7 separate regions of the Mus musculus genome follow, and all the other regions are linked to region 6. Evidence: chromatin contacts called from public HiChIP or PLAC-seq and promoter capture Hi-C data. All regions are on one chromosome and are shown on one strand. Each heading gives the region's core, a stretch centred on a gene start, on an enhancer-like site or on the middle of the called end of the contact. The rest is flanking DNA. Distances are from core to core; before and after follow the strand shown. Region 1 has its middle 8.7 kb from the start of Mir6376. Region 2 holds the start of Gata2 (GATA binding protein 2). Region 3 overlaps Gm38708 (a long non-coding RNA gene). Region 4 has its middle 11 kb from the start of Gm38855. Region 5 has its middle 21 kb from the start of Gm38856. Region 6 holds the start of Ruvbl1 (RuvB-like protein 1). Region 7 holds the start of Podxl2 (podocalyxin-like 2).

Region 1 (3,536 bases), core at 849-3,348, 350 kb before region 6:
GTTGGTTTTAACCAGTGAAAACTCATGATTTTTCTGAAAGGAAAGGGAAGCGATGCCCTGTTTGGTATTGTATGTGTCAAATACTTGTATAAAGGAGCGAGCAAACCTTCTAAGCAGTGCAGTGTCTTTTAGCATTTGCAGTTTATATTCCTTTATGTGAGGAATTTTAGTCAAAAGTGCTTAAAATGTTAACAATTGTCCTTTGAAAGGATATCCAAAAGGTTTAGAAAGGTTTAAAACATCACACAGTCTATTTCTTAAGAATATTTATCAAGACATTAAATTTTTATTTTGTAAAAAGAAAAAAAAATGTAGCCTTTGTTACGTTGGAATACTCAGAGCAAATGCAGCAAATGCAGGCAGTTCATCATTCACCCGTGACGCGTGTGACCAGGTAAGAACACCTCTCTGGCTTCCCTCTTGTCCACCTCCCAGTCCCCGGCGGAGGGACCCCTTCCCTCTTTTTTTTTTTTTTTTTTTTTTTTTTTTGGTCTTTCGAGACAGGGTTTCTCTATATAGCCCTGGCTGTCCTGGAGCTCACTTTGTAGACCAGGCTGGCCTCGAACTCAGAAATCCGCCTGCCTCTGCCTCCCGAGTGCTGGGATCAAAGGCGTGCGCCACCACGCCCGGCCCCCTTCCCTCTTTTGCATCCTCCCTGACTCCTGGATTGAAGAGAATGAACGGGAGCTAGAAGTCATGCAGGGCTGTTCCTGGGGCGCAGGGCAGTGATTGTTCGTGGGTGACATAAATCTCTTTAAGGACACAGAGCTGCGTCTAGACTGTGTGCTCTCCACTGACCGGTCTCTCACCGTCATGGGTCACTTTCTTGGATTTTTGCTGCATTTGAGCTTTACACAGTTTTCCTCCCTCACCCCTCTCTCTGAGACAGTCTCATGTATCACAGGTGAGCCTTGTATTCAAGATGTCGTTGAAGATGACCTTGAACTGCTGATTCTCCTGCCTCCACCTCCCAAGTTTTGAGATTACAGGTGTGTAATGCCATGTCTGGTTTTCACTGTTTTCTCTCCATATTAGTCAATCAATCAATCAATCAGTGCTAGACAGGATCTCATTTTGCAGCCCTGGCTGGCCTGGAACTCTATTTGCTGTTTGTTTTTTGAGACAAGATTTCTCAGTGAATCCCTGGCTGTCCTGGAACTTGCTCTGTAGACTTGGTTGGCCTCAAACTCAAAGATCCTCTTGCCTCTGTCTCCCTAAAGGTAGATGTCACCACCTCCCAGCTTGGCCCGAAACTCTTACAGAGCAGGCCGGCCTCAAACAGAGATGGCCTCAAACCTTTGCCATCTTCCCTAACCCAACCCCTGTGGCATTAAGGGCACTCGCTAGCATGTCTGGCTGCCAAGCTTTCTTAAAGGTGGGTGTGGGGGCTATTTACAAAGGTTTGGAAAATAAACCCTCACTAGGAAGCAAATAGAAAGGTAGGGTTGGGTTAGGTGGGATGCTGCAGCTGTCTTCCGGGACCTGTAGCCTTGGCAAAGTCATCCAACCGCTAGGAACTTTGTTTCCATCTTTAAAATGCAATAATGTTTGTTCCTTAGAGTGGTGTGAGCCTGAAATGAGTCTGCCAGTGGGGTGGCTCCTTTGGTGGTGGCAGTCCCAGCTGGGTAACAGGAACACACTACAGTGCTAATGATAAGAAGATGCAGCCTGGCAGCTCACAGAGCACTGGTGTCCTCCAGCCCCCAGCAGAGGACTGGGGTCCTCTATGCCTCTCTGCACAGTGACATGTGGGGACTGCTCTGGACATTTTCTAGATCAGGGATGTAGAGCAACTTTGAGTTTTGTCTGTAGAAGAGAATAATCTCTTGTTTTGAGGTCACAGAGCAGGTAGCAGGCACTCAATGAAGGCTGTAGCCCCTGGAATGTACCACAGCACTGCGGGGCAGCACCTCTGGCTGCTCTGGTTGTTTTGTGCATGTGGCCTATCCCTTGATTTTCTTGTTGCAAAGTGAATTGGTGTCTCTGGCCCCAGGGCACAGGGTCAGGGAAGAGCTGGGTTTCACCTTGCTATATGGGGTTCGGGTAGGGGTTGAATTGGAGCCTTGTAGCCACTAGAGGGCACTCCAAACCCTGCAAATCCACCCCTGCTTGGGCCTCAGGGTGGACAGAGGGTGGGTGTCTGCATGCAGAGATGGAAGGAGCCTGGATACTGGGGCCTCTCACCCTTCGTCCCTGTTTTGCCCACGTTGGCTGTGGGTGGCCTTGCTGGCCTCACGCTCTGATCTGACGTAGGCTCATCCTGAGATCCAGCGCAGAGGGCTCCGGTGAGGATCAGGGATGAGTGAGGCCCCAGACAGTCACCTTGTTGACAGGTTCACATTCTAGGTTTGGGCCCTTACACCACTGGTTCCTTTCTGACTTCTTCCTGGTGCAGGGATGGGACCCAGAGCTTGGGTGCACTAGGGTACTGAAGCACAGCCCAGCCCCCATTAGTTCCTGCCAGCTACACCCCCTGCAATCATCAGAGTAGAAGTTGTTATTGAGGACACCAGGGAACACTGAGAATGAGAAAGAGCTGAAGAGCTGAAGCCCTCAGCCCTTGCTGTCAGGTACCTATGAGGGCTCTGCACAGCAACAACAACAGAAAGCCAAAATTCATAAAACAAAACAAAATATGCTCTCTGAACCCCCAAGACAGAAAACAGTGGTAGGTCACAAACAGGATCTGTGTGATCAAGAAAGCAGGGGACCCATCTGACTGGGTCAGCACCCCCCCCCCGGGGATTCTGGGTAATCACTGGGGGTTGGGTCCATGGGGGCCAGAATGTTCTGCTGGCCTTGGGCATCAGAGGCAGCAGCCGATAAGTCGAGACTAGGGTTGATGGGCCAGCAGACCACGGTGGCTCTTTGATCCTTGGAGTGATTTACTCAGCAGGAATATGTATGTCACATGAGAGGCTTGTCCTCCCAAGCCTGGCTGCTGGGACAAAGCTGCCCTTTCCTCTTTCCTAGGCTAGCCCGACTCCATGTGGGGTTGTGGGGTCCTAGGTGGCTGTGGTCAGCTCATGAATGGTATGTCAGGAGCTCCAGAGAGCGAGTCCGTGGGAGGTGAGCTGAGTGCTCCAGTGAACAGGCATCCAAGCACAGAGGGCCAACGGAGCAAGACAGGACCCGGGCCTCGGCCCTCACCCTGCTCCACTGGAAGACTCTGGTGGCTGGTTGGGGCCCAGTATGAGTGGGGCCCCCATGAGTGTATGGAGAAGGCCTACCCGGCGTGAAGCTTTCTGTCTCCACACCCAAGCTTATACTTCATCTGCTATCACCTCCCTCCTCCTCTGTCCTTTGGGCCCATTGCAGCACTCCTCTGTAGGCTCCAGGAGGTGCACATGTGTTTTCAATTGTAAAAACAATGCATGCTCATAGCAAGCCTTCAAACTGTCCAGAAGGCACAGAAAAGAGAGCGGAAGCCCCACCTTCCTCCCACTCTCCTACCCACCTAGAGCTTTCTTAGTGGATTCCCTGGAGGGTTTCGTTTTAACTGTATGTCTCTGTGCTCTGCTCCACATCAGCTCCCG
Region 2 (3,588 bases), core at 849-3,348, 270 kb before region 6:
CAAACAGGGAGATAATTTTAATTGCGACTTTGGGAGAAAAGAGGGAAATTACCTGCTCCGGGCGAGGGGGAGGGTATCTGCTCGGAGACCCCCGCCTTGACAGCCGCCGCGCCGACTCGGTCAGGGCAGTTTCCTCTGCGCACCGCGTTCTCCTCCTAGAACTCTGCAGGGCCATGGAATTCGGCCGCATGGGGTACCGTTGTCGAAAATGGGGTTATCGCCGGCTTTGAGAGGCCTTTAGAATCTCCTGCTAGGTTCCAGGGACATAGAACAATCTGGAAACTCCACGACGATTTCGCCTTGCTCGTTAATGGAGAATCATGGGCTAAAGGCTGGGAGAAGCCGAGAAAGCCTTCCCGAAAGCGGGTCCTAAGTGAACCGCGCAGTGGGAGCGCGAATCTGGCTGGCACTGAGACCACCCACCTGCCCAGCCGACCCCGAGGCACTGCGGTCTCGCGCCCCTCTAGCCCCTGGATCCCTCTTGCTAGACCTCCCGCCTCGGCTGGGCGCGGACTCCCGAGCCTCCTGGGCCCCTGATGGCTCTGGAGCACAGAGGCGCGGGGAATACAGCGGACAGCAGGACCCCCCCCCCCCCGCGCCAGGGAGCAAGAGGCGCGGGTTTCCGGTCCAGTGGAGTTCTGCACCCCGGGCCCCAGGCCTTTACCTGTTCCAGGGCCTCGGACAGACAGATGGACGCCAGCCGCAGAGGCCAGAGGAGGCCCTGCCGTGCGCGCGCCCCCTCAGCGCTGTCCGCAGAGGACCTGGGAGGGGGTGACGGGGGCGCGCCCGAGAAGCTGAGCCCTCCTGGCTGGGCGCCCCCCGAGCCGAGGGGACCGAGGGCTTTCCACCCTCCTTGGATTATTAAAAAGTTCATTTCCTGGCGAATCGGGTGACGTCAGGGGCCCGGCGTCGCGGTGGCGGGGCCGCCGGGCCGGAGAAGCCGCCTCCAGTTACCCAATTACGGACTGTCAATCCTGCCGCCCCTCCCCCATCCTTGGGGGCGGCGGGGACCCCAGCCTTTCCCCAGCTCGGGACCAACCTGGGACTCCTCTGGAATTATTCTTTAGGGGTTTCGGTCCCTGCAAAGATAGAGGAGCTATGTGGAGGGCTCCAAGCTTGGCCAATCCATCGCACCTGTCTAGATTCCCCTAAAAGTCTTGGACTCACAAGCTTCTTTCTGGACTCTTGGAGTTTAGGTCTCCCATCTATAGCCAGGGAGGGAGCTAGGTTTGTATACTCGCCACTGAACTCACTTGTCTCTCCAGAATGGAGGTGTTGTGGAGAAAAACTCCAGGTGACTTTGGGGAAAAAGTGCTCACAACATTGCTTCCCTCTCCCTAAAGACCGTCTCGGGGACCCTTAGAAAGAAAAAATATATATGGTTAATACCCCGGGAGTCTCCCTTCAGCCGACTCTGGCGCCAGTTTCCCGCTCCACGGCCTCGCCCCAGGCAGTTCAGCCTGGTGGTCTACTAAGGCCCCGCCCGGAGCCCTTCCCCCTCCCTGGGCCACTGGCTTGACCGCGACCATTATTGGTCTAGCACAGCCTCAAGTGTCTTAGTGCTCAAAGTTCGGGTGCCCTAGAGAAGTCCACAATCCCTAGACTCATGTTGTCCAGCGGATCCTACCAGCCTCTTGCACAGCTATCCCTGATAGAAGGACAGAGAGTTTGGGGAGTCAGTTGGATTTGGGCTGGCCGTCGTCCGTAGCAGTGGAGGTGGGGCTCCGCCCGAGAGTAGAAAGCTGTGGTCCCAGCAGAGAGATACCCAGAAGGTGCACGTCTCGGCTCCTGGGAAGTCAGGGACCCTATTCGTGCCTAGTTGCTGGGAGGGCAGAGGTTGGAAGACCTGAGCGTCTGCCGGAGGGGTGCAGGGTCTGCCCACGGCGAAGGTCCCCTGGGGGGGGGGGGCGTTGGCATCAGAGGCCGCAGAGAGGGCGCTGGTAGGGGGCCAGGCAGCCTAGGAGGCCAGCTTGCGGGTCATTCCCGAAGTCCAGCGGCCAAAGCGGCGGGAGCAGCCAATGGGGGGGCGGAGGCTGGGCGGCGCGCGGCGCTGATTGGCTGGCGCCGGCTTCATAGGCGTGCGCGGCCCCCGCTTCACGTCTGTGCAGGAGTCGGCAGCTGGCGCCAGGGCGGCCGGAGGATGCAGAGGGGCCGGAGCCGGGCGGGCCGGAGGCCGAGACGCGCGCTGTCCCCCACCCCTATCCCGTGAATCCGCCGGCCCTGGAACGCGCTGTCGCTGGGCCCGCCGTACCCGGGCTCTCCTGGTGTCTCTTACTCTCTACTGCTGAGCCCTCCCCTTCCCGCGCCGCTGCGAGTGTAAGTTTGAGGTTCAGGGGGCTTGTGGACATTCCTAGGTTGGAGGGATCTCTGTGGAGCTCAGACCAGGATCTCCTGTGGGCGATTACGTTCTTATGCTTTGGGGAGAGGTTGGCTGACTGCTAGAGAGTGCATTGGGGACCGGCTCGCAGCCCCAGGAACTGCGGGTGCGTTTTTTGGGGTGGCCCGGGGTGTTGGGGGTTAGTTTGTGTATATATTGTCAAAGTGTTACGGGGGCGTGGGAGAGCGTGTGCCCCAGAGTGGATGTCTAGGCAACTGTCTCTAACTTTTAGTCAGAGTTTATGTGTTTGTGTGCCCAGAGGACAGGGGCACGGTGTGAGAACCTGATTTCAGTTCCGCGTGCGTTTTGGGGGGGTCACCGATGTCAGGACCTATCCGTGTGTGTGACCTCGTGTATGTGGAGTTGCGTCTGTGGGAACGCGAGTTTCCCTGCAAGTGTATGAGGCTGAACCCCTTCCTTCACCTTCCTTTCGTTTTAAACCTTGCGCTTTCCTTCCACCCGGGACTGGTCCTCAGTGAAGCTCCGATGGAACGTCTTTGCTCTCAAGACACAGACTTTGGGAATGGGGGTGTCAGAAGGCGGCAGTGTCCTTCACATTCCCTCTGTTATCCAGGGCCGCCCCACCTTCGCCTGGTTCCCAAGACACAGTAGTGGACCATGGAGGTGGCGCCTGAGCAGCCTCGCTGGATGGCGCACCCCGCCGTATTGAATGCGCAGCACCCCGACTCGCACCATCCGGGCCTGGCGCATAACTACATGGAGCCAGCACAGCTGCTGCCTCCCGACGAGGTGGATGTCTTCTTCAACCATCTCGACTCGCAGGGCAACCCTTACTACGCCAACCCGGCCCACGCGCGCGCGCGCGTTTCCTACAGCCCGGCGCATGGTGAGCTTTGGCCCCCGAGGTTTCTGGAAGCCTGGCGCCCGGGCCAGGCCTTGGAGGGGGGACGGCCTGTTGCTGCTTCCCGGATGTGGGATCCACAGGAATCTGAGCAGCTGCGAAATCGGGCCTAAGAAGATGGAGGCAGGGACTTCTTAGGGAGGGTCTGGGACCTGTAGGGTTTCGGTCCATTTCCAAGTGTCTTGGCGGGGGTGGGGGTGGGGGAATCCTTCTGGGCCCTGTCCGGTGGGGCTGCTGTGTCACTTGTCCTTCGGCCTTTCACTGACATTGCTGATGATTACAGGCTGAGGTGTTACGTTTCTGATGTTTTAAAGGGTGGGGCTGCTGATGGTAGTTCGCTGAGTTGTGA
Region 3 (3,519 bases), core at 581-3,080, 300 kb before region 6:
CACACACACACACACACACACACTCACACACACACACACACATGCACCAATAAATAACATACAAGAATAGGCTAGTGTCCCCACACTTTAACAAGCCGGTCAGGACAACTGGAAGTGGGGCCCAGTTACGCTGCTGCGTTCCACAGCCGTCTGTAGTCTGCTCCTCACGGCCCGTGGCCCTAACACGGATGGTCGGTCTGAAGTAACACAGCCTGGGGATGGAAGGGGACTGAAGCATGTGCTGCTCCCGCAGAGGCCCCAAGGGCCTGAGTTTGATTCCCAGTACCCATGCCAGGTGGCTCACAAGACCCTGCACCTCCAGTGCCGGCGACCCAATGCCTCTGGCCTTCATGGTTGAGTGCCTGGACTCACATGGACGTACACCCACCCCACAGACACACATGCTTACATGTAACTAAAAATAACAAAAATAAATAAGACAACTTCATACTTAACAAGATTTAATGGCAGTAAAACAAAGGTCAAAATACATCTAATTATCTCATCCATACAAGAGACTGTTACTCAGATGTAGAGAGATGAGATCTGATGTATGCTGCCACATGAGTAAAGTGTTAAAGCATACGCACAAGAAAGAAGCTTATTACAAAATAAACTATGAAAAATGCATTTGTTTCTTAATGAATTTGTATCTTCCCATAGCCATTAAACTAAGAAACCCGTATCCTATTTGACAGAGGGACTCCAGAGTTGGGGGTCTCCAAGGCAACTTTTGTAAGTGCTGAAAGGTGGTGAAGACTCCATTGTCTGTCAGACTGAGACGATGGCAGTCACCTTGTGTCCAGTCCTGGGGGAGGGGGTGCAACAAGCCCTGACACATCCACTCACTAAACAACCCAGGAGCTGAGGCAGACAGAGCAGCTCTGTGTGTGTTACCAAGTTGGCCTCAGATACACTGTAGAGCAGAAGAGCAAGGTGCAGTTGTCTTATACAGTGTCCAGTGTGAATTCACACAGAATCACCCCTCAGTCGCGATGAGGAGACCAAGAGGGCTGGATTTCTACCAGGGCACTTCTCCCAGTCTTGGGGCTGGAACGTGTGGCTGGGTGGTGAGACTGGAACAAAGTCAGCTTTTCCTCTCACGTCCTTGATCTGCCTCAACCTCAGAGAACTGAGAGCAGAAAATGCTATGACAACCCAGGGCATGAGGGCGAGGCAAAGCTGGCGTCCCATTCTAGATAACTTGGGCTTTATTCCATTTAGGACCACTCTTTCCTTGTGGGAAGATATGGAGAGGCTGGGGTGACCCTCGCTTAGTTCCAGAATCCCACTGGCTAGGCCAAACAGCCTTCTCGGGAATGACTGACCATTTAGCTGTGGTAGGCATGGCTGTCCAGGACACGTCCTGACGTTGCCTTGATGATTCCCAGGATGTCAGCAGATTGGATCAGGCTTCTCTCTCGCACCATGAACTTGTCGCATCTTCATTTTATCCTGCTATGGGAGCTCTGAATAGGAGAAAGTCCGATATGGAGCTGGGACAGGGCTCTGAGGGACTCTCCCCTAAGTCTGTTTGCTACCTGAGCCTCGTTCTGAAGCTTGTTGTCTCACCCAAGAACGGGGACAACTGACCCCTGGCACGACCCTGTCTCCAGCTGGCCACCACAGCTCCTCGGACCATGCTCTCCAGCCCTGTCAATGGTTGGTTCCACATCCATAAGGTGAGCTCTGATGGATGGTCTGGGACCTATAAGAAGCCGACTACCACTTTAGGCTTGCAGCCAGCCGAGTGGCCCGGCCATCCACCTCTGCTCCGCAGGAGCACCACAAGGTGGTTTCCGTAAGTTGGGGGTGATTGCATAACTTCACCAACTGCCATGCCGGATATATTTTGCAACCCAGGCCACTGTGCCACACGTGCTAGTTGGCACAGCCAGGCTTCCCGCAGAGGCCGGAGGAAGTCTGAGAGTGAGAGGTACTGACTACACCTCCCCACACCTGGGAGCTCCTTCTGCAGGCTGTACTTAGATCTGGTTGGAGATGAGGGTCCCACTGTTCTCCAGTGACAGAGGGGAGATGGGACATCCACGTGCCAAACACAGGAGTTTGGGCTTCTGAGAACTCATCATCACGTGTCACAAGCTTTTCTTGGAGGTCAAGTGAAGATATAACTTCCAAGTCCCATTGGAAGGGTCCACCTCACCCCATGGACTAACTCCCACCAGGCCACATGATAGGGAAACACCCAGATGCCTGGGGTGAACCTCAGCCATGTTCAAGGACATGTAGAGTTCTGGGGACCCTGGGGACATGGTAGATGTTATGATCATTGGGATAAGAATGTGAGGGATCGCTGGGGATTAGAGGACCTCACTACATCCTGTATGCCCCTCAACATGGACATCGTGAGAGGTGACCCAGCTAGCAGGTTTGGCTCTTTCCACATGCTCTCCAGCCATTGTCCCAGTTGTTAGGGTCCTATGGACTCGAATAGGAGAATGCTCTCTCAGTGCTCTAAGTTCCTCTCAGAGCATGGCCAAGGGTCGCAAGGAAAGTGGGAGCAGACAAGGAGTGAGAAACACTCTCTGTAACTTTAATTTTTTCAAACTTTGTTTTTAATGATAGTTCTTAAAGGTCTTAACCTTCCTTTTAGCCCACCACCTACCAGAGATAGTGGGAAAGAAAGGATATGTGGGAAGTGGACCTATTTAGAAAGGTTCTTTGGAGCAACTCCTGTCTGTGCTGTCTGGAAGTTCAGTTCATAGGTTGGCAGTGGCAGCTCGATGCACTACACAGATACACCAGCAGTCCCGTTCGGTAGAGTCGGGATGGCAAACACTTATCAGCAGTGGCACTACCTAGACAGCTAGGCCTCAGCCTCGACTTGAGTCAGCAGAAGGGACCAAGAGGTAGGCCAGAAGAAGTTCTTGGCTGTGCCTCTCTCAGAGAAATGAAAATCAGTGAAGATGTGAGACCCACAAGCATTGCACAGGAAGCTCTATAAGCAAGCCCAGCTCAGCCTCTGTCACTGTCCATTATGCCTATGTATATCCTCCGAACATGACATGTCCTCCTCGGGTCTTGCCTCAGCACGTGGGTCTGTCTCAGCTGACATCACTCTGCCAATCAGCCCAAGTCTGCAGAAGTGACAAGAAACTGCAGTACACCACCAAAAGTTATTTGGTGTGTTTCTCCCTAAGGAGTCCCAACAAACGCAGCTCAACTACACAGTGTAAGGCGGACCAATACATGTGTGCCATTAGCGAAGAAGCCTTCATCATGTGTCCTTTCACGTGCTCTCTTTAGCAGAACATCCTTTCATCTGTGTCTGCTTCAGCTAAATGTTCCTTCACGAGTCTGCCTTAGCAAAACACCATCCAACCATCCAAAGAACCCTTAAGTTTCCACTTCACATCTCCTTCCTGGTTTGGGTTTTCAGAGGTACCTTGGACACACCCACAGATTCTTGATGTGGCTCCTCACCACTGGAAGAGATGTGTGCTGAACCCACTCTTAAAACAACACTGAATAAAAAGGGGTGCTCCCCAAGGGTCAGAT
Region 4 (3,826 bases), core at 1,097-3,596, 400 kb before region 6:
TGGCTACCAAAGTAGGTTGGGACCTTTCTTGTCCTTTTGCCTTCTGCTACGGATCACATAGCATGAAGGTGTTTACCATATATGCACCAAGCTCCTGGACTTCCCAGCCTCCAGAATTGTAAATCAGACCTCTATTCTGAATAAATTGTTCATTTTACAGAAAGATGAGAAAATGTGCAAAGGAAGAAGATAAAATCTTGGTCATTTACATTATAATGCACCTTCAATTAATCTTGGTGGTGTTGTGTATCAAACATTGGGTCTCACACAAGGTAAACACACATTAACACTAAAGCTGTCAATGTGTGTGTGTGTGTGTGTATGTGTGTGTGTGTGTGTGTGTGTGTGTGGTGGATGTGTGTGCACAATTTTTGCTGGTTAACATACATGTGTATCAAACATTAGGTCTCACACAAGGTAAACACACATTAACACTAAAGCTGTCAATGTGTGTGTGTGTGTGTGTGTGTGTGTGTGGTGGATGTGTGTGCACAATTTTTGCTGGTGAACATACATGTGTGATAGAGGACAGAATTCAACACTGGGCATCTTCTCTAACATCTCATTTGTGTGAGAGAAGGCAGGCACATACCATGGCACATGTATGGAGGTCAAAGGTAGCTTATGGAATCCATTCTTTCTTTCCACCGTGGGGACTATGGGGATTGGACTCAGGTTTTCAAGCTCTGGGAATCTGCCTGTCTCTGTGTTGTGAGGTCGCCACCAAAGAATACTACTCAAACATGGGTTTAAGTCAATAGAAAGTCTTTATTAGTCAGCTGGTGACAAGTGTTCAGGATCTCCAATGTAGTCATGAGCCTTTAATCACTATATATATACAAGAACTTCAGTTAACAAGAACAGTTAGACAGAAGCAAAACTACAGAAGCCAAAAGCAAGGTTAGCACATTTAGGGACTTTCCCAGAACTATGGACTTTGATGGATTAGGTATTTATTTTCATTTTGGCAAGTGGTACTGTCTACGTGCTGAATTTTATGACCCTAATGGTATTTCCATCATGGAGTCAGTTGTGCTAAGGTCTGGCTGGGGCCTGTTACATTTGACCCTCCTATTTCCTCTAGGAGTTAAAGTTATAGAGGTTACCTGCCATATCTTGCTTTTACATGCATGCTAGGATTTCAAACTCAGGTCCTGTCCAGTTAGCTTTTAGTGTCAACTTGATACCAAAAGTCACAACCTGTAATCACCTGTGGAAAGGGAACTTCAAGAGAAGCATTGCCCTGTGATGGTGTCTTTGAGAGATCGTCATAACTGATGATTGATGGGGGAGGCCCAGCCTCCTGTGGGAAGCACCACCCCTAGGCAGGCAGCCTGAGCTGTATGAGAAAACTAACTGAGTAGGAGGCAGAGAACAAGCCATAAGCCACCTTCCTCTGTGGCTTCTGCTCCAGGTTCCCTCCTTGAGTTCCTGCCCTGACTTCCCTCAGTGATGGATTGTGATGTAGAAATGTAAAGTGAAACTAACCCTTTCTGTAAGGTGCTTTTGGTCATAGTGTTTACAGGAAAAGCACACTCGAACAGGTTTGTGTGCTTTCATGGCAGATGCTTCGCCAACAGAGCCATTCCCCTGGCCCTCATAACCACAGTTTGTATGTGGTTCTGGCTAATCAAGCAACTGTAGTCACAATCTTTATTTTTTATTTTGTTTTTTGTTCTTTGTTTTTTGAGACAGGGTTTCTCTGTGTAGCCCTGGTTGTCCTGAAACTCACTTTGTAGACCAGACTGGCCTCGAACTCAGAAATCTGCCTGCCTCTGCCTTCCTCGTGCTGGGATTAAAGGTGTGTGCCACCACGTCCGGCTGGAGAGATGTATTTTTTAAGAACATAGATTTGATCAGGAGTGGGGCAGTGAGCAAGATGTAAAATGAATAAGTAACAACAACAACAACAACAGAACATTAATTTATCACTATTGTCTATCTCTCAAATACTTTCTTGACCTCAGGTTCTTTCATGAGGTCAAGCCCTATGAGCACCCCACCCCCACCCCCACCCCCCGCCCAGTAGCACAGAAGCGGCATCAAGAAACCCAGGTGAGAACAACAGGAATCTCTGAAGGACATTGACTTCACGTTTCTGAGGAAATGCACTTTGCCAAGAAGCCCAGAAGCCTGTGGAAGCCACCTCAAACTCCCAGAGGCCAGTGACTGCACAGCTAAGGCTTTGAGGCCTCTGTGAAGCCTTAAGGAGGCTAAGCCCGGGATTCCAAAGAGTCTCAACTGCAAGCTCTACCGACATGCTTTCCAGACTCTCACCAAGCTCAGGAAGCTGATTTGTGGCTTTGCCAACCAAAGAACAAAGCCCAAACCAAAACGGAAGCGGGAGCTCTGGCCTAAGGCCAGGCTTCAGTTCCTGTTCTTGCTCTAACTCCAGCTCAGACTCCTGAAGGTGCCCAGGCCCCTGTGATGGCTACACAGTTAAAGCCTCTATTACCAGTGGACTAAGACAGACTGCCATGACTCCATCTCCCCCACCATTTGAAGATGGCTGGTGTTCTGTACTGTTTTTACAAGTAAATTAGAGGGGAAAAATGTGTTGGGTGTGGATAGATGGCTGAGCACTTATTTGACATGATCATACCTCTGGATTTGACTCCAGTACTAAGAAAGGACGTTGTATACACCCTTTTTCTCTCTCTTCTCTCTCCATTGACTAGAATGGAATATAAGGGCAACCAGAATTTATTTGACATTTACATTTTTTATCTATTTCTTTTTATATGTATAGGTGTTTTTGTCTGCACATATGTCTGTGTACCACGTGTGCATGGTGCCAGTGGAGGTTAGAAGAGGCCATTGGATCCCCAGGGACTGGAGTTACAGACAGTTGTGAGCCACCATGTGGATGCTGACAACCAAACCTGGGTCTTCTGCAAGAGCAGCAAGTCCTCTTAACCACTGAGTGCTCTCTCTCTCTCTCTCTCTCTCTCTCTCTCTCTCTCTCTCTCTCTCTCTCTCTCTCTCTTTCTCTCTCTCTCTCTCTGTAGCTCCAGATAAAATATATCTTAAAAATTAAAAAAAGAAATGTAAGGGGAGGGTAGTTCTCAGGCTCAATCTGTCTCTGAAATGTGTGTAGCATGGCTGTAGCTTTACCGTTCCCCAGGAGATTCCCAACAAACGCTGCAATTATATTTCTTTACTCATTCACCCACTTATTGATTTGTTTTGACACAGGGGTTCACTCTACATAATCCAAAGCAGACCAGAGTTCACTATGTAGCCTAGGAAACCCTCTGCCTCAGCTTTCAGAATGTTGAAGCTCCAGAGCTGTGCCACCACACCAGCATTTTCAGCCTTGAGGAGTCCTAAAGTTAAAAAGGTCGTTAAAGCTGAGGAAGGTGGCACACACTGGTAATAAAGGCTACAAAGTCTTAACAAAAGAACTGCATCTGGGGGCTGCAGAGATGCTGATTGGTTAACAGCACTGCCTGCTCTTCCAGAGGACTGGACCACAACTCCCAGCACACACAAGGCAGCTCACTACTATCTGTAACTCCAGTTCTGATGGCCTCTTCATTCCTCTGTGGGCAGCAGCACTGATGCTGTGCACAGGCATACACACCAGTAACACACACATACACATGTAAAATAATAATAATAATAATAATAATAATAATAATAATAATAATAACAATAACAATAATAATAATAAAAAAAACCAACTACATCTGTCGGTGTTCCCTGCTGGAAGCAAGTGACCAGGTGACAATGTGGGCAAGGAGGTGGAGCACAAGCTGCAGGGTGTGCTTCCCTGACATGTTCACAAAGGAAGCCTGACTAAACTGGAAAGTACAGTTGGTGGCTT
Region 5 (4,006 bases), core at 1,136-3,635, 330 kb before region 6:
ATTTATTATATAGAGCAGGGTGGGCTCTGATTGACTGTGTGTGTGCATGTATGCAAATAAGGTGAGAAATAGGACCAGTCAGGTGAGAGCTGTCAAACAGGGCATGGGGTGGGAGTTTGGGGGTGGAGAAAGCCTGCCAAATATTGAGGGTGTTTTCAGTTAGGTCATGTGATTTATCTCTCCCCCTCTTCCCCTATGCTGCAAGGGAAGTGGGGAGGTGGAAAAATCCCCGTAGTTTGTTGAGTTTGTTTCAGAGTTGAGCTCACTTATTGCTCCTCCCAGGCTGTTGAGATGAAAGACTCAGTCTCCACTCAGAGTTGTGGTTGACCTGAGGGCTGTTAGACAGCCTGCTTTTCAGGGGGTTCTTGGTGGGATCCATCAGCCAGGGACTTTGTATACTTCAGTTCCTTGCCACAGCAACCGCAGGAAGTATACCTGGATGCCAGGGGCAGCAGCCTGTTCAGTTGTCACAGGGGCCCTCACAACCATTGTGGATTCCTGTTGTCACCACAGTCCACCCAGGTGGTTTGCCTTTAGGGTTTCTGGGATCGGTCCCACCCTGGTCACTGAGGTGACCTTTAAGAGGTAGAGCCCAGGGAAAGGTGACTAGGTCCCTGCAACATCAGGACTGGTGGAGTAACCTGAAAGTAGACGCTATAAGGACCAAGACGGGCTCCTCCTAGCTCTAGCTTCCTATTTCAGAGTGTGGTTCTTTTCCCTCTGGTCACCTTGAAATGCCATCCTTGACGATGGGCTGAGGGAGGGAGTGGTGGGCTGTTGGGATGTCACCCCCAATACTGTAAGGTAAAGAAATCTTTTTACCTGGTTTTTTTCTTAATTTTTCTATTACTTTATTTTTTATGTATATGAGTGTTTTACCTGCATGTAAGTCTGTACACCACATTTCTGGTGTCTAAGGAGGTCAAAGAGTGTATTGGATCCCCTGGAACTGGAGTTATAGACAGTTGGGAGCCACTGTGTAGGTGCTGGGATTTGAACCTGGCTCCTCTGCAAAAGCAGCTGGTGTTCTTAACCACTGAGCCATCTTTCTAGCTCCCCTTTTGGTCTTTAAACTTTTAAAATTATATTTATTTGCTTATTGTGCATGTGTGTGCATGTGTTTGCACGTTTGAATGCATGTGCAGAGGTCAGAGGGCAGTTTGGGGGATCTGCCTCTTCTTCCTTGCTTGGTTCCAAAGATTAAATTTATGTCATCAAGTTTGGCAACAAATTTCTTTTCCCACTAAACAGCTAGTCTTAATCCAGACAGTGGATTATTACAGTGGAAAATAGACTAAAATCTCTCTCTCTCTCTCACACACACACACAGACATACACACACACACAGAGAGAGAGAGAGAGAGAGAGAGAGATACACATATACACACGTACATATACACACATACATATACAGAGACACGTGCTCACACACTTACACAGAGTCACACACACACACATACACACACAGAGTCACACACATGAGACACATATACAGACACACACATAAACACACACATCATCCTCTAATATTTTCACACTTAATAGTTGGACTTTCATCCATGAGAACATATGAATAAATCAGCTTAAGCCTCTCTCTCTCTCTCTCTCTCTCTCTCTCTCTGTCTCTCTCTCTCTCTCTCGGTTTTGCTGTGTAGCCCAAGCTGACCTTGAACTTGAACTTGGGATCCTTCTGCTTCGGGCTTCAGGTCTCAGAGTGCTGGGATTGCAGGCTTTGGCTGGGTGGATAGAGGATTGAGGAGGAGAGAGTGAGAACCAGAGGTGCCGTCTGGGGTGGGCAGAGAGCATCCAAGTTGGCTCAGGAAGTCTGGGCAGTGCTTGTGGGGTGGCAGGGTGAGACACACTCCTGGGCAGGCAATTGGCAGGGCCTGGGGTGGCAGGAGCTGACCAAGCAGCAGGTATGTCCACGTTCTGATAACAGTGACATGAAGGTGCCAGATGCAGTGCTCCATAGGACTGAGGCTCATCTCTGCTTCCGAGGTGGTATTTTCCCTCCCTCCTCCCTCTCCCTATCTCCCCACTTCCCTCCTCCTTCTTCTAGTCCTCCTCCTCCTCTCGTCCTCCTCCTCCTTCTTATTTTTTTTTTTTAATAAAAATAACTACGAAGAGTTCAAGATGCCTTTCTTTCAAGACATCACAGCACTTAGGTCCCAGCAGCACATCGGTGGCAAAGAATGTCCCCTGTCACTGTGGCTGCTTGCCTTTATTTGAAGTGTCTGGCTGAGCTATCTGCCGGTGACATGCTTCTTTCAGAGCGAATTATTCATCCCCCACAAGCCCCGTCTCCCCCGGCCTGGACTCTGCTCGTCCCTGCAGGTGTGAAGACAGGCTCGGCCTTTGTGTGCTAGGCGCTTGTCCCCCTCCCGCCGTCCCCCTCTTGGAACCCCTCCAGGCTTGTCAAGACTCTCCTGGATCTGGGCTCTGCGGTGTGCAGGGCTGACGGCCCCTGTCATCGAGGCGAAGCCGTGCAGCCTCCAGCCCGCCTCTAATCTCCCCCTTCACAAAGGGCAGCTCTGTCACTCAGGGGGACGGCAGGCAGACCTGGATCTGGGGCCATGCGATATTAGAGGAAGCAGCCCTGCAGAGGCAGCCGTGGCCTTCCATACAGTGGACTGGTAGGCAGAGGGGCTGGACAAGTCATGGAGAGCAGAGCCATCCTGAGTCACCCAAGTCAAGGAGCTGAGTTGGATGTACCACAGAAGGCAGCCAGCCTCAGTTGTGCAAGGGAGTCATCCTCTGAAAGCTAAGGAGAGCCCTAAAAGAGGGTCATCACCCTTCACCCCACCAGACACCAGCATCCTTCAGTGCTGCCTCTGGGTCAGTGGTGATAAACAGTGGGTATGGGGAGGCAGGGGTACCTGGAGATAAGTGACACTGTCCCTTAGACCCTGTCTCTTCTTCCCACGGGGAAGCACACACCAGCTGCACAGGGAAGCTGTGTCCAGCAGGTGTCTACTGTCTGCACTGGGGTGGTGTCACAGAGCAGAGGGGAAAGCTGGGCCCACAGGCACTGTGACCCCTGCAGACAGATTTCTTCCACCTGCCCAGTGTATGGAAGTATATTACCAGAGTTATTAATAGAACAACATGCAATGGGCTAGGGAGATGGCTCAAAGGTTAAGAGCACCAACTGCTCTTCCAGAGGTCCTGAGTTCAATTCCCAGCATCCACATGGTGGCTCACAACCATCTGTAATGGGATCTGATGCCCTCTTCTGATGTGTCTGAAGACATTGACACTGTACTCATACACATAAAATAAATAAATCTTAAAAAAGAAAGGTATGCAAATTCCACGTGAAAACGTGACTGCGTGGGGCTTACCTCAGCTCAAGGCCACCCCAGGCTGGCGTTAGGCAGTGGGCCTACAGGGGGCAGAGCAGAGAAGATGGCGAAGGCACTGGTCTCTCTGCTCCAGAGCATCTGTTGTGAGGCACATAGGCCAGCGACACTAAGTTGCATCTATTCTATGGAGACTTTTAGGCTTAAGAACTCAGGGACCCAGAGCATATGTCCACTGGCAACCTAAGTCATTATGGTCATTCTCAGCCACAGTCCCTGCTTCTTCCCTTCCTCCCTTCTTCCTTTCCTCCTTTCCTCACTCCCTTCCTTCCTTCTTCCTTTCCTTTCTTCCTTCCTCCCCACCCCTTTCCTTTCTTGCTTTTAGCTTCTTGAGACTGGGCCTCTGTAGCCTGGGCTGGACTAGACCTCACTATGTAACCCAGGTTGACCTCAGACTCACTTAGCCTTCCAAGGGCTGAGAGTCCAGTTGTGAAGGGGCCACTCTTGCCCTGTTTCTTCATCCGTAGAATGGATTTCCAGAACCAATCATATGAAAATAAAAGGATCGTGTCTGTTATCTGCCTAAGCCGGGGTCAGAAAAGGGATCTCTGATGAAAGAGGAGATGCCATCCTCAAAGGGCAGGAGCTTTGTTGACGGTTTTCACTTCTGTACCATGTGGCTAACCTTTCCCCTGGTTAGGCTGCCT
Region 6 (4,095 bases), core at 899-3,398:
TGGAGAGATGGCTCAGCGGTTTAGAGCACTGACTGCTCTTCTGAAGGTCCTGAGTTCAAATCCCAGCAACCACATGGTGGCTCACAACCATCACAAACATCAGTACAGCTACAATGTACTCATATACATTAGATAGATAGATAGATAGATAGATAGATAGATAGATAGATAGATAGACAGATCCATCTTAAAAAAGAACTTAAAGATCCCTGGGCTGGAGAGATGACTCTGCAGTTAGAAGCACTGGTGTTCTTACAGAGGACTCAAATTCAAATCCCAACACGCATATGGTGGCTCACAACCATGAGTAACTTCAGTTCTAGAGGATCTGACATCCTCTTCTGATGTCCTTAGGCACTGCCTGGTATATTTATACTTGCAGGAAAAACACCCACACAGATAAATAAAATAATAAAATAAAAAGACTTGCCAGGCAGTGGTGGCACATGCCTTTAATCCCAGCACTTGGAAGGCAGAGGCAGGAGGACTTCTGAGTTCGAGGCCAGCCTGGTCTACAGCGTGAGTTCCAGGACAGCCAGGGCTACACAGAGAAATCCTGTCTTGAAAAACCAAAAATAAAAATAAAAATAAATTTAAAAAATTTAAAAAGACTTGGCACTCCTTGGAACTTGTCTAGCAATCCCTGCCTCTGGCTTCTCTGCTGCCAGTCACATGCCATTTCTGCTTCCAGTCTAGAAACTCTCTATTTTTACTCTGTCTTTATTTTACTCTAGAACTCTCTAGCTGCCTTTCATCACAGTCTTCACTGCTACAGTCTCTAGGCTTGTCTTCTTCATATTACCGGCTCAGCCCACAATACTATTAATATAGGTGGAAAGACTGAGAAATCAAACAATGGGCCTAAAGTTGCACCACAGCTACACATTGCACAGCACAGGAAGGTGTCTCCTGGCTGACTTAAAAGTGAGGAAAGTGAGGGACACAGGAGGCAGAGGCAGGTGGATTTCTGAGTTTGAGGCCAGTCTGGTCTACAGAGTGAGTTCCAGGACACCCAGGGCTATACAGAGAAACACTGTCTCGAGAAAAAAAAAGTGAGGGACACCTGCTTAGAGAGCCAGAATGTTGAGAGAGTAAGCAAGAGTGTTTGCCGTCCTTAGTATAGCCCTTCTTGAAAATGAAGCATTAAATTTGGACTATGGCAAGGTGGATTGTGAAAACAAACTACCATATTTGCACCAATATCAGAGCCGTTGATTATTCAAATGAAGGACCATAGTTTCACCATTCACAGGCAGCTTTTGTTCACCTACCTGGAGACTTGCACCCACTCCAGACTGATGAAAATATCTGGTCAGAGTATGGTGGTAGCACCTTTAATGCCAGCAACTCAGGAGGCAGAGACAGGTGGGGGCCCTGGAGTTTTAGGCCAGGCAAGGCTACACAAACACATCTTCTCTTTTCCTTCCTTCCTTTTTTTCCTTTAAGGGTTTTTTTTTTTTTTTGTTTGTTTGTTTGTTTGTTTTTTTTTTTTTTTTTCCGAGACAGGGTTTCTCTGTATAGCCCTGGCTGTCCTGGAACTCACTCTGTAGACCAGGCTGGCCTCGAACTCAGAAATCTGCCTGCCTCTGCCTCCCGAGTGCTGGGATTAAAGGCGTGCGCCACCACCGCCGAGTTTCTTTAAGGTTCTTATTGGGCATATGATGACCAGAATTATGGCATGAAGTGTTTGAAAAGTTTTGGCTGGAATAGTGCCTTCAGGATCTAGTGTATTCTGGAAAAAAAAAAATGGGAGCAGTGGGGCATTCTCTGGGTGTCTAAATAATTCGGTGAGCACTGGAGAAGTTTGGGCAGCTGCTTTGCTGATGATTCTCTCAGGACATCCAAGCACCTGGAAAAGATTTAACATCTGTCAGTGAAGAAGTTAACTCACCCTGGCACAAATATGTTATTCTAAAGAAAAAAAATAGGCATTAAAAGAGGCATTTATAATTAAAAACCTGTCATTCACATTAATAGTGCTTAAGTACTTAAGCAGTTCTCAGTCAAATGTGGCCAGGGCAGGAAATGTTTGCCCTGGGGGAACTTATCCTGTGACACAGACGGAAGTTACTGGGCGAAACTCAGCAGCCGTGACCAGCGTAGCTTTTAGCCAATAGAAAGCGAAGCCTTCTCGCCTCCCCCAATGACATATTGATAGGGGCGGGTCCAGGAGAGCGGCCTAGTAACGGCCGCGTGGTAACCCAGGCGCCTGGCGTGCGGTAGTTCCTACCACTCCACGCAGGTTGTGTTCCTAGACACTCGGCAAAATGAAGATTGAGGAGGTGAAGAGCACCACGAAGACGCAGCGCATCGCCTCCCACAGCCACGTGAAGGGTCTGGGGCTGGACGAGAGCGGCCTAGCCAAGCAGGCGGCTTCGGGTCTCGTGGGCCAGGAGAACGCGAGAGAGGTGGGCGTGGGGCTTGTGCGCGAGGTGTGGGCGGCGGGACCAGGATCCACTAAGATCTAAGAAGTAAGGATCACACTAGCGAGCAAAGGCTGCATCCTTTGCGGGTCACGGCACGCAAATTAGACCTCACCGGAAACGCAGTGGAAGGCTGTGCGGTTAAGTATAGAATTGACTACGTTTTCAGAGTTGATATGGGTTCTTTGGGCCTGGGAGCTGATCTGTTAAGTGGAGCGGTGAGGACTGTCTGATCTATTCCCCATCCAAGCACTCCAGCTTTTCCAGGTCAGTCTTCCTAAAGTCATGCCAGGTCTTTCTATCGGTTCTGTTTTGCACATGAAGAAGTTAAAGGTGGGTTAGGCCGCTTAACCACCTGCCAGTTTAGCAGTAATGAGGCTGGTATCTCCCTCCCCCTAACCCCCATCAAATCAGTATTCTTCCCATTTCTTCAGCCTCCTCCACTCTGAACTCTGCAGAGGTTCAGTGTCTACAAAAACTTGCTTTTTTACATGTGGTGAAGACTGCTTTCTCAGCCTCTTGCACACAGAAAGTGCCAGCAGCAAAGAGCATCATCTATCCAAAAAGGGAAATGTTTGACCCTAGCATGCTTGCATCTTTTCTTGCAAGCAGGTAGTAGCAGTTTAATGCTTTCTATTGGCCAGGCAGCTTTGAGTCTATTGTTTCTTATTTCATTTCTGTCCATGTGACATTTCTGTGTATGTGACTTCAGAGGCTGCTCTAGACCTGCATCTGCACCCACACCAGCAGCCTCTGGTACTCCATATCTTATCCTTCCTATTCTTTGAATGTTAGCCGGTATTTATTTTTGTTTGTTTTCACGACAGTCTCACTATGTAGCTCTGGCTGTCCTGGGACTCTGTAGACCAGACTGGCCTTGAGTTCACAGGGATCCGACTGCCTCTGCCTCCTGAGTGCTAAGATTAAAGGTGTGGGCCATTACACCTGGCTTCCTTAGCTGATATTTCTTTGTTTCTTTTCCTGTTTGACAAAATGTGCGCAAATGCAGTGCAGTCATGTGACTGCCATGGTGCTCTGGTAGAGGTCAGAGGTTCTTTCCTTCCACTGTGGGATCCAGGGATTGAACTCAGGTCCTCAGGTTTACACTACAAGTGCTTTTCACCCACTGAACCATCTCACCAGCCCTTGCCAATTCTTTTATTGGGTGGATTCATAGCATACATACCCTTTTTGTTTAGATAATGTTGCTGTAGTCAAACTGGCCTGGAATGCACAGCCCTGCAGACTCTGTTAAGTACTAGGTCTGTGCTGGTCCCTGCTTGCCTCAACCTCCCCTTTTCCATTCTGTTCACTATACTTTGGCTGCTGCAGCATGTTGTCGCTTAGACATACCAAACTTATGCTTTGGTTATTTTGAGTTTGCAATTTTTGTCTGAAATGTAGATTTCTTTTTCTTTTTCTTTTTTTTTCAAGACAGGGATTCCCTGTATAGCCCTGGCTGTCCTAGAACTTACTCTGTAGACCAGGCTGGCCTCAAACTCAGAAATCTGCCTGCTGCTGCCTCCCAAGTGCTGGGATTAAAGGCATGTGTCACTACTGCCCGGCTGAAATGTAGACTTCTGCCCAGGGCTTCAAATGTTACATACAATGTATGAGAAAGTCCCCCTCCACCCCCACCCCACCCCCAGCCCTCGGTAGCCACTCAGCGTCT
Region 7 (3,648 bases), core at 951-3,450, 410 kb after region 6:
GAAAGATCTGATCCAAACAAGCCCAGAAAGGGGAGGTCACGGAGACAGGCAGACATCTTAGGGGTAGAGAAAGCCAGGGCCCCAGAACCCAGTGTGTGTCCTCCTGCACGGTCCCGCTCAGCCCTGGCAGGCAGGCTCTTCTGTCTACCACCAGCTGCACTCGGCCCTCCCCTGTCAGCAGCTTTCAAGTCAGATCCCCCTAAGCCCTTAGCAGACACCAGCATGGGAGGTGGCTGGGCAGCATCTGCCACTCTGCCCCCACAGCCCGGAGTGGCAGCCACAACAGAGATGCACCCCCACCCCACACCCCCATCCCCCACCCCCACCCGACTCCACTGATGTTTGCCGCTGAGAAAGAGTGCATGAGTGAAGCGTTCTTCTTTCTACACAAAGGTGTAGAAAGGAGGCACGCTGATAGACACACGTGTGCCTGCACAGAGATGGGGGCATACAAACGGGGTGAGGGAGAGAAGAGGAAAGGAGGGACCCTGATTGTCATCCCACTGGTCACCAGGATGGGGTCATGAGAGTCAGGTCTCCATACTGACTTGCACTGCTGGCAGAGATGGTGTGGTCCCTACCTAGAGAGAGAGAGCAGACCTCCCAGAGCTTTGCAAAGATCTGGGTGGTCTGTGTAGATGTCCCAGGCCAACATCAATAGACACTTCCCCATAAAATGTGCCCAGGGCAGGCACAGCAGTGTGAGGGGTCAGTTACCTCTCTGACTTTTTGTTTTATTTATCTATCTATTTATTTAGAGACAGGGTCTTGCTCTGCAGCCCAGACTGGACTTGGATTCCCAATCCTCCTGCCCCTTAGGTTCCAAAGAGCTGGAATTACAGTTAAGTACAACCCTAATCAGCGTTCTCCCACCTCCGCCCTTCTCCAGACATTTTCCTGGTGTTCTATCATTGACAGTCTCAAAGTAAGGGCCCACCACCTATTCATATCAAACAAGGTCTTCACCTGACTTCACATAGACGCCTCCTCGAATTTGTATACATTACACTGGGTGGGTTTTGGTGGGGTAACTGCCTGAGCACTAGTGGCCAGTCCCATGCCTGTCTCCACTGGAGGGGAAGCGACGCAGTCGAGGACACGCGTTCACCAAGTCTTGTAGCCCACCCAGCCCAGCACCCTGCTCCTGCCCCAGGCCCACCTTAGGACAGGGTCCCAGCTCCGATCTTCCCTGAGAAAGCTGCTCTCCCATGTCCTGGTCTGACCCACCTTTGCAGTCAGCCTTCCTCCCTCCCCTTCTGTGGTGGCGGCTTGCCTCTGAGCCTGTCAAGCTTTTGTGCCCGCCCCCTACACTCGCACACACCCCTGAATCCCATGTCTACCCTGAGAAGCTGTCTCTTTCTCCCTCACACACATATTTCTTACCTGCCTCAGGCCCCGACCTGTCACACGCCCACACTAACGAGGTATCCGGAGTGACTGCTGAATGAAAACCACGTACCCGAGTCTCACACACAGCCCCATATGGCGGCAGTCGCTGTCGCAGACCTACCCCTTTGTCAGCTCCTAATAAAGTTGCCCCGCGCAGTCGAGGACACGCGTTCACAACGACACGCACACGCCTTCCCAGGCAAGCTCCACGCACATGTAAACATCCACCTCGGCCACGCAGCTCTTTCTTTCTCGGCCCTCGGCATCCCCGGCCCACGCGCTTTGGGTACCCGCCGGACCTTTACGATGCGATTTCTCCAAGGGTGTCACCCGTGCGCTCTCGCCTCCCTGCTGAGCTTCTCTACACCCTCGCGCGCACACACGCACACGCCCCTCTGCTCCTTGGCCGCAGACTGGTCACCTGTCACCTGTCACCTGGCGAGGGGTGGGGCGCGGACACCCTGGTGCAGCGGCCCCGCCGCCGCCGTCCTCGAGCGCGCGCGTGGCACGGAGCATCCAGCGCCCAGGACAGGGCGCCTGGGGGGTCCCCGCGCCAGGCCCCGCGCCGCCGCCTCCTCCCCGCGCGCGGCCGACCCCGCGCGCCCCACAGCCTTTGTTCTGCGGCGCTGCCAGCACTGGCCCGTGGCGCGCTGCGCCCTCGCGGCTTGGCCCGGCCCCACTCACCGGCGGCCAGCAGCAACAGCAGCGGCGGCGGCAGTCGGGCGGCCCGCAGCGGCCGGGCCATGGTGCAGCGTTGCCGCCCGCAGCCGCAGCGCCGCGGCGCCCGGGCCGGCCTCGGGGGCGCGCAAAGCGAAGGCGGCGGCGCGCGTGCGCCCCGTTGGCCTGCGTACCCGCCACTCACGCGCTCATCCGCCCAATCGATGCAGCGGAGGGATCGGGGGCGGGACCCTATTGCGGAGTCCGGCTTCGCACCTGCACCTCGGGCCTCGAGCACTTCGCCACCCGGGGGGGGGGACCTCCCTGGGAAGCGGGTCCCGAACCTTTTGTGCAGCAGACCGGGCCCCAGTTACAGCGAAGGAGACAGAGGCCAGGATCAGCAGGGACCTGTTGGGGCACGTGGCCTGGGGATCCTGAAGGCCGGAGAGGACCAGGCTTTGGTGAAGGGACTGGGCAAGAGCAGAGAGCTGAACTCTGTGCCGGGTGTAGTTTATTTTCATTTTATGTGTGTGAATGTTTTCCCTACATGTACATATGTGCACCACGTGCGTGTTTGAAGTCCACTGATGGTTGTTGAGCCACCATGTGGGTGCTGGGAACTGAACTTGGGTCAGTCCATGCTCTTAACCTCTGACCCACTACAGCTTCCAGGGGTAGTTTAGACCCCCAATTTCCAGTTGGCTTTCACAGCCTGAGGAGATTTGTCCTTGTCTTCAGACATCTTGTGGGAGTCACCTTTCTCTCTAGCCAGCGCTTCTCCTTGACTTCAAGTTTCTTTTTGTGCCAATATGGCAAATCCGACAGGCATTGCTCTTCCTAAGTGTCAGGAGGGCAGGAACATTCCTCAGCATGTTCCAGAGCCACAAGTGTAGGAAGGCAGGTTAAGCACAAACGGAGGCAGAGGGGACCTTCTATGGAGACATTTATAGGATGCATGGATGTTGGGTAAGCTGGGTTTTGGCGAAACCATTCTAGATACAGAGAGAAACTGTGGCAATTCTCAGATAGAAAGATGTCTCACTTCTTTAAGTGACAGTGAAAACACTGACTGAAGCGTGACTGTCCCACGCCTGTAATATTTGTACCGCACTAGAAGGGATTCAGGTTAAGACCAGGGCAGTCTGAGCGACATAAGATTGTCTGGTGGGGGAGGGGAGCTAGAGAGACAGCTCCGCACAGAGTTTGTGGCTCTTGGAGGACCCAGATTTGGTTCCCAGCACCCACACTTGCTACTGTCTGTAACTCCAGCTCCAGGAAACCCAGTGCCTAGTCTTCTACTAGATTGAATCAGTCTGTACTTAAAGGCATGCTGTGTTGGGAGAGAGACTCTAGGTTTGTGTTTTAAAAAAGAAGAAAAGGCTTTGGACTCCTTCCGAAATAATAAGGATCAGACTTGACAGAGGGCGACTCCCTGAAGATCTTGGCTACAGACAAGAAGAGGAAGACTGGCAAGATCAACAAGATGGGTAATGTATACACTGATCCCTATACTTGGGGACAGCTCTGGGACTTAAATGTCTATATACAGACAACAAATTGTATTGACTACAAAATTCTCAGGGCTTATTATGACATACCATC

Evidence for each region. Promoter capture Hi-C pulls out the DNA fragments that hold promoters and counts their contacts. HiChIP or PLAC-seq counts read pairs in DNA pulled down with a chosen protein or histone mark.
Region 1: a contact with region 6 is called in a promoter capture Hi-C map of the HPC-7 cell line, with 8 times the contacts expected there. The contact joins the enhancer-like site here to the promoter of Ruvbl1 in region 6. A contact is called at or near these places in 18 of 39 promoter capture datasets (the 3T3-L1 cell line, 3T3-L1-derived adipocytes, the C10 cell line and 13 more), 1 of 15 datasets of contacts at CTCF or cohesin (the NIH/3T3 cell line), 5 of 484 Hi-C or Micro-C datasets (the HPC-5 cell line, bone marrow-derived DN3 thymocytes, bone marrow-derived macrophages and 1 more), 22 of 115 datasets of contacts at active chromatin or transcription factors (acute myeloid leukemia, bone marrow-derived macrophages, craniofacial prominence and 13 more) and 2 of 9 other capture datasets (adipose tissue and embryonic stem cells).
Region 2: an H3K4me3 HiChIP or PLAC-seq map of craniofacial prominence shows a contact between it and region 6, with 5 times the contacts expected there. The contact joins the promoter of Gata2 here to the promoter of Ruvbl1 in region 6. A contact is called at or near these places in 17 of 39 promoter capture datasets (the C10 cell line, the HPC-7 cell line, cranial neural crest and 10 more), 2 of 15 datasets of contacts at CTCF or cohesin (the NIH/3T3 cell line and pro-B cells), 11 of 484 Hi-C or Micro-C datasets (the G1E-ER4 cell line, bone marrow-derived DN3 thymocytes, bone marrow-derived macrophages and 7 more), 27 of 115 datasets of contacts at active chromatin or transcription factors (DN3 thymocytes, bone marrow-derived macrophages, craniofacial prominence and 15 more) and 4 of 9 other capture datasets (adipose tissue, liver, macrophages and 1 more).
Region 3: a promoter capture Hi-C map of hematopoietic stem and progenitor cells shows a contact between it and region 6, with 3 times the contacts expected there. The contact joins the enhancer-like site here to the promoter of Ruvbl1 in region 6. A contact is called at or near these places in 15 of 39 promoter capture datasets (the C10 cell line, the HPC-7 cell line, the SN4741 cell line and 10 more), 2 of 484 Hi-C or Micro-C datasets (bone marrow-derived macrophages and nephron progenitors), 11 of 115 datasets of contacts at active chromatin or transcription factors (bone marrow-derived macrophages, embryonic basal ganglia, embryonic forebrain and 6 more) and 1 of 9 other capture datasets (adipose tissue).
Region 4: an H3K4me3 HiChIP or PLAC-seq map of bone marrow-derived macrophages shows a contact between it and region 6, with 5 times the contacts expected there. The contact joins the enhancer-like site here to the promoter of Ruvbl1 in region 6. A contact is called at or near these places in 8 of 39 promoter capture datasets (the 3T3-L1 cell line, HPC-7-derived erythroid cells, cranial neural crest and 5 more) and 8 of 115 datasets of contacts at active chromatin or transcription factors (the SCID.adh cell line, bone marrow-derived macrophages, embryonic limb bud and 4 more).
Region 5: an H3K4me3 HiChIP or PLAC-seq map of bone marrow-derived macrophages shows a contact between it and region 6, with 10 times the contacts expected there. The contact joins the enhancer-like site here to the promoter of Ruvbl1 in region 6. A contact is called at or near these places in 10 of 39 promoter capture datasets (the C10 cell line, the HPC-7 cell line, HPC-7-derived erythroid cells and 6 more), 1 of 15 datasets of contacts at CTCF or cohesin (the NIH/3T3 cell line), 4 of 484 Hi-C or Micro-C datasets (bone marrow-derived DN3 thymocytes, bone marrow-derived macrophages and conventional dendritic cells), 19 of 115 datasets of contacts at active chromatin or transcription factors (acute myeloid leukemia, bone marrow-derived macrophages, craniofacial prominence and 10 more) and 2 of 9 other capture datasets (liver and macrophages).
Region 7: a contact with region 6 is called in an H3K27ac HiChIP or PLAC-seq map of embryonic stem cells, with 5 times the contacts expected there. The contact joins the promoter of Podxl2 here to the promoter of Ruvbl1 in region 6. A contact is called at or near these places in 13 of 39 promoter capture datasets (the 3T3-L1 cell line, the C10 cell line, the HPC-7 cell line and 9 more), 1 of 115 datasets of contacts at active chromatin or transcription factors (embryonic stem cells) and 1 of 9 other capture datasets (embryonic stem cells).

What each region holds. Positions count from the first base shown.
Region 1 is chr6:88,111,238-88,114,773 of GRCm38.p6, forward strand. No RefSeq gene overlaps it. Among named protein-coding and RNA genes, the nearest start is that of Mir6376, 8.7 kb to the left of the region's middle. Within about 2 kb of position 2,099, at least 41 of the 459 cell types and tissues checked have an H3K27ac peak or open chromatin away from gene starts, as enhancers often do. A contact at or near this core is called in the HPC-7 cell line, bone marrow-derived macrophages, craniofacial prominence and 1 more, where this site is marked.
Region 2 is chr6:88,196,566-88,200,153 of GRCm38.p6, forward strand. It overlaps Gata2 (GATA binding protein 2), which reads left to right and starts at 2,099. Exons shown (of 6, transcript NM_008090.5): 1 at 2,099-2,316; 2 at 2,952-3,224. The coding sequence starts at 2,996. It overlaps Gm38708 (a long non-coding RNA gene), which reads right to left and starts at 818. Exons shown (of 4, transcript XR_001785312.2): 1 at 53-818.
Region 3 is chr6:88,164,416-88,167,934 of GRCm38.p6, forward strand. The region is part of intron 2 of Gm38708 (a long non-coding RNA gene); the gene reads right to left. Among named protein-coding and RNA genes, the nearest start is that of Gm38856, 14 kb to the left of the region's middle. Within about 2 kb of position 1,831, at least 24 of the 459 cell types and tissues checked have an H3K27ac peak or open chromatin away from gene starts, as enhancers often do. A contact at or near this core is called in hematopoietic stem and progenitor cells, where this site is marked.
Region 4 is chr6:88,062,960-88,066,785 of GRCm38.p6, forward strand. No RefSeq gene overlaps it. Among named protein-coding and RNA genes, the nearest start is that of Gm38855, 11 kb to the left of the region's middle. Within about 2 kb of position 2,347, at least 75 of the 459 cell types and tissues checked have an H3K27ac peak or open chromatin away from gene starts, as enhancers often do. A contact at or near this core is called in bone marrow-derived macrophages and hematopoietic stem and progenitor cells, where this site is marked.
Region 5 is chr6:88,129,781-88,133,786 of GRCm38.p6, forward strand. No RefSeq gene overlaps it. Among named protein-coding and RNA genes, the nearest start is that of Gm38856, 21 kb to the right of the region's middle. Within about 2 kb of position 2,386, at least 36 of the 459 cell types and tissues checked have an H3K27ac peak or open chromatin away from gene starts, as enhancers often do. A contact at or near this core is called in craniofacial prominence, where this site is marked.
Region 6 is chr6:88,463,261-88,467,355 of GRCm38.p6, forward strand. It overlaps Ruvbl1 (RuvB-like protein 1), which reads left to right and starts at 2,149. Exons shown (of 11, transcript NM_019685.3): 1 at 2,149-2,408. The coding sequence starts at 2,268.
Region 7 is chr6:88,872,846-88,876,493 of GRCm38.p6, forward strand. Podxl2 (podocalyxin-like 2) reads right to left here and starts at 2,201. Exons shown (of 8, transcript NM_001347327.2): 1 at 2,074-2,201. The coding sequence starts at 2,134.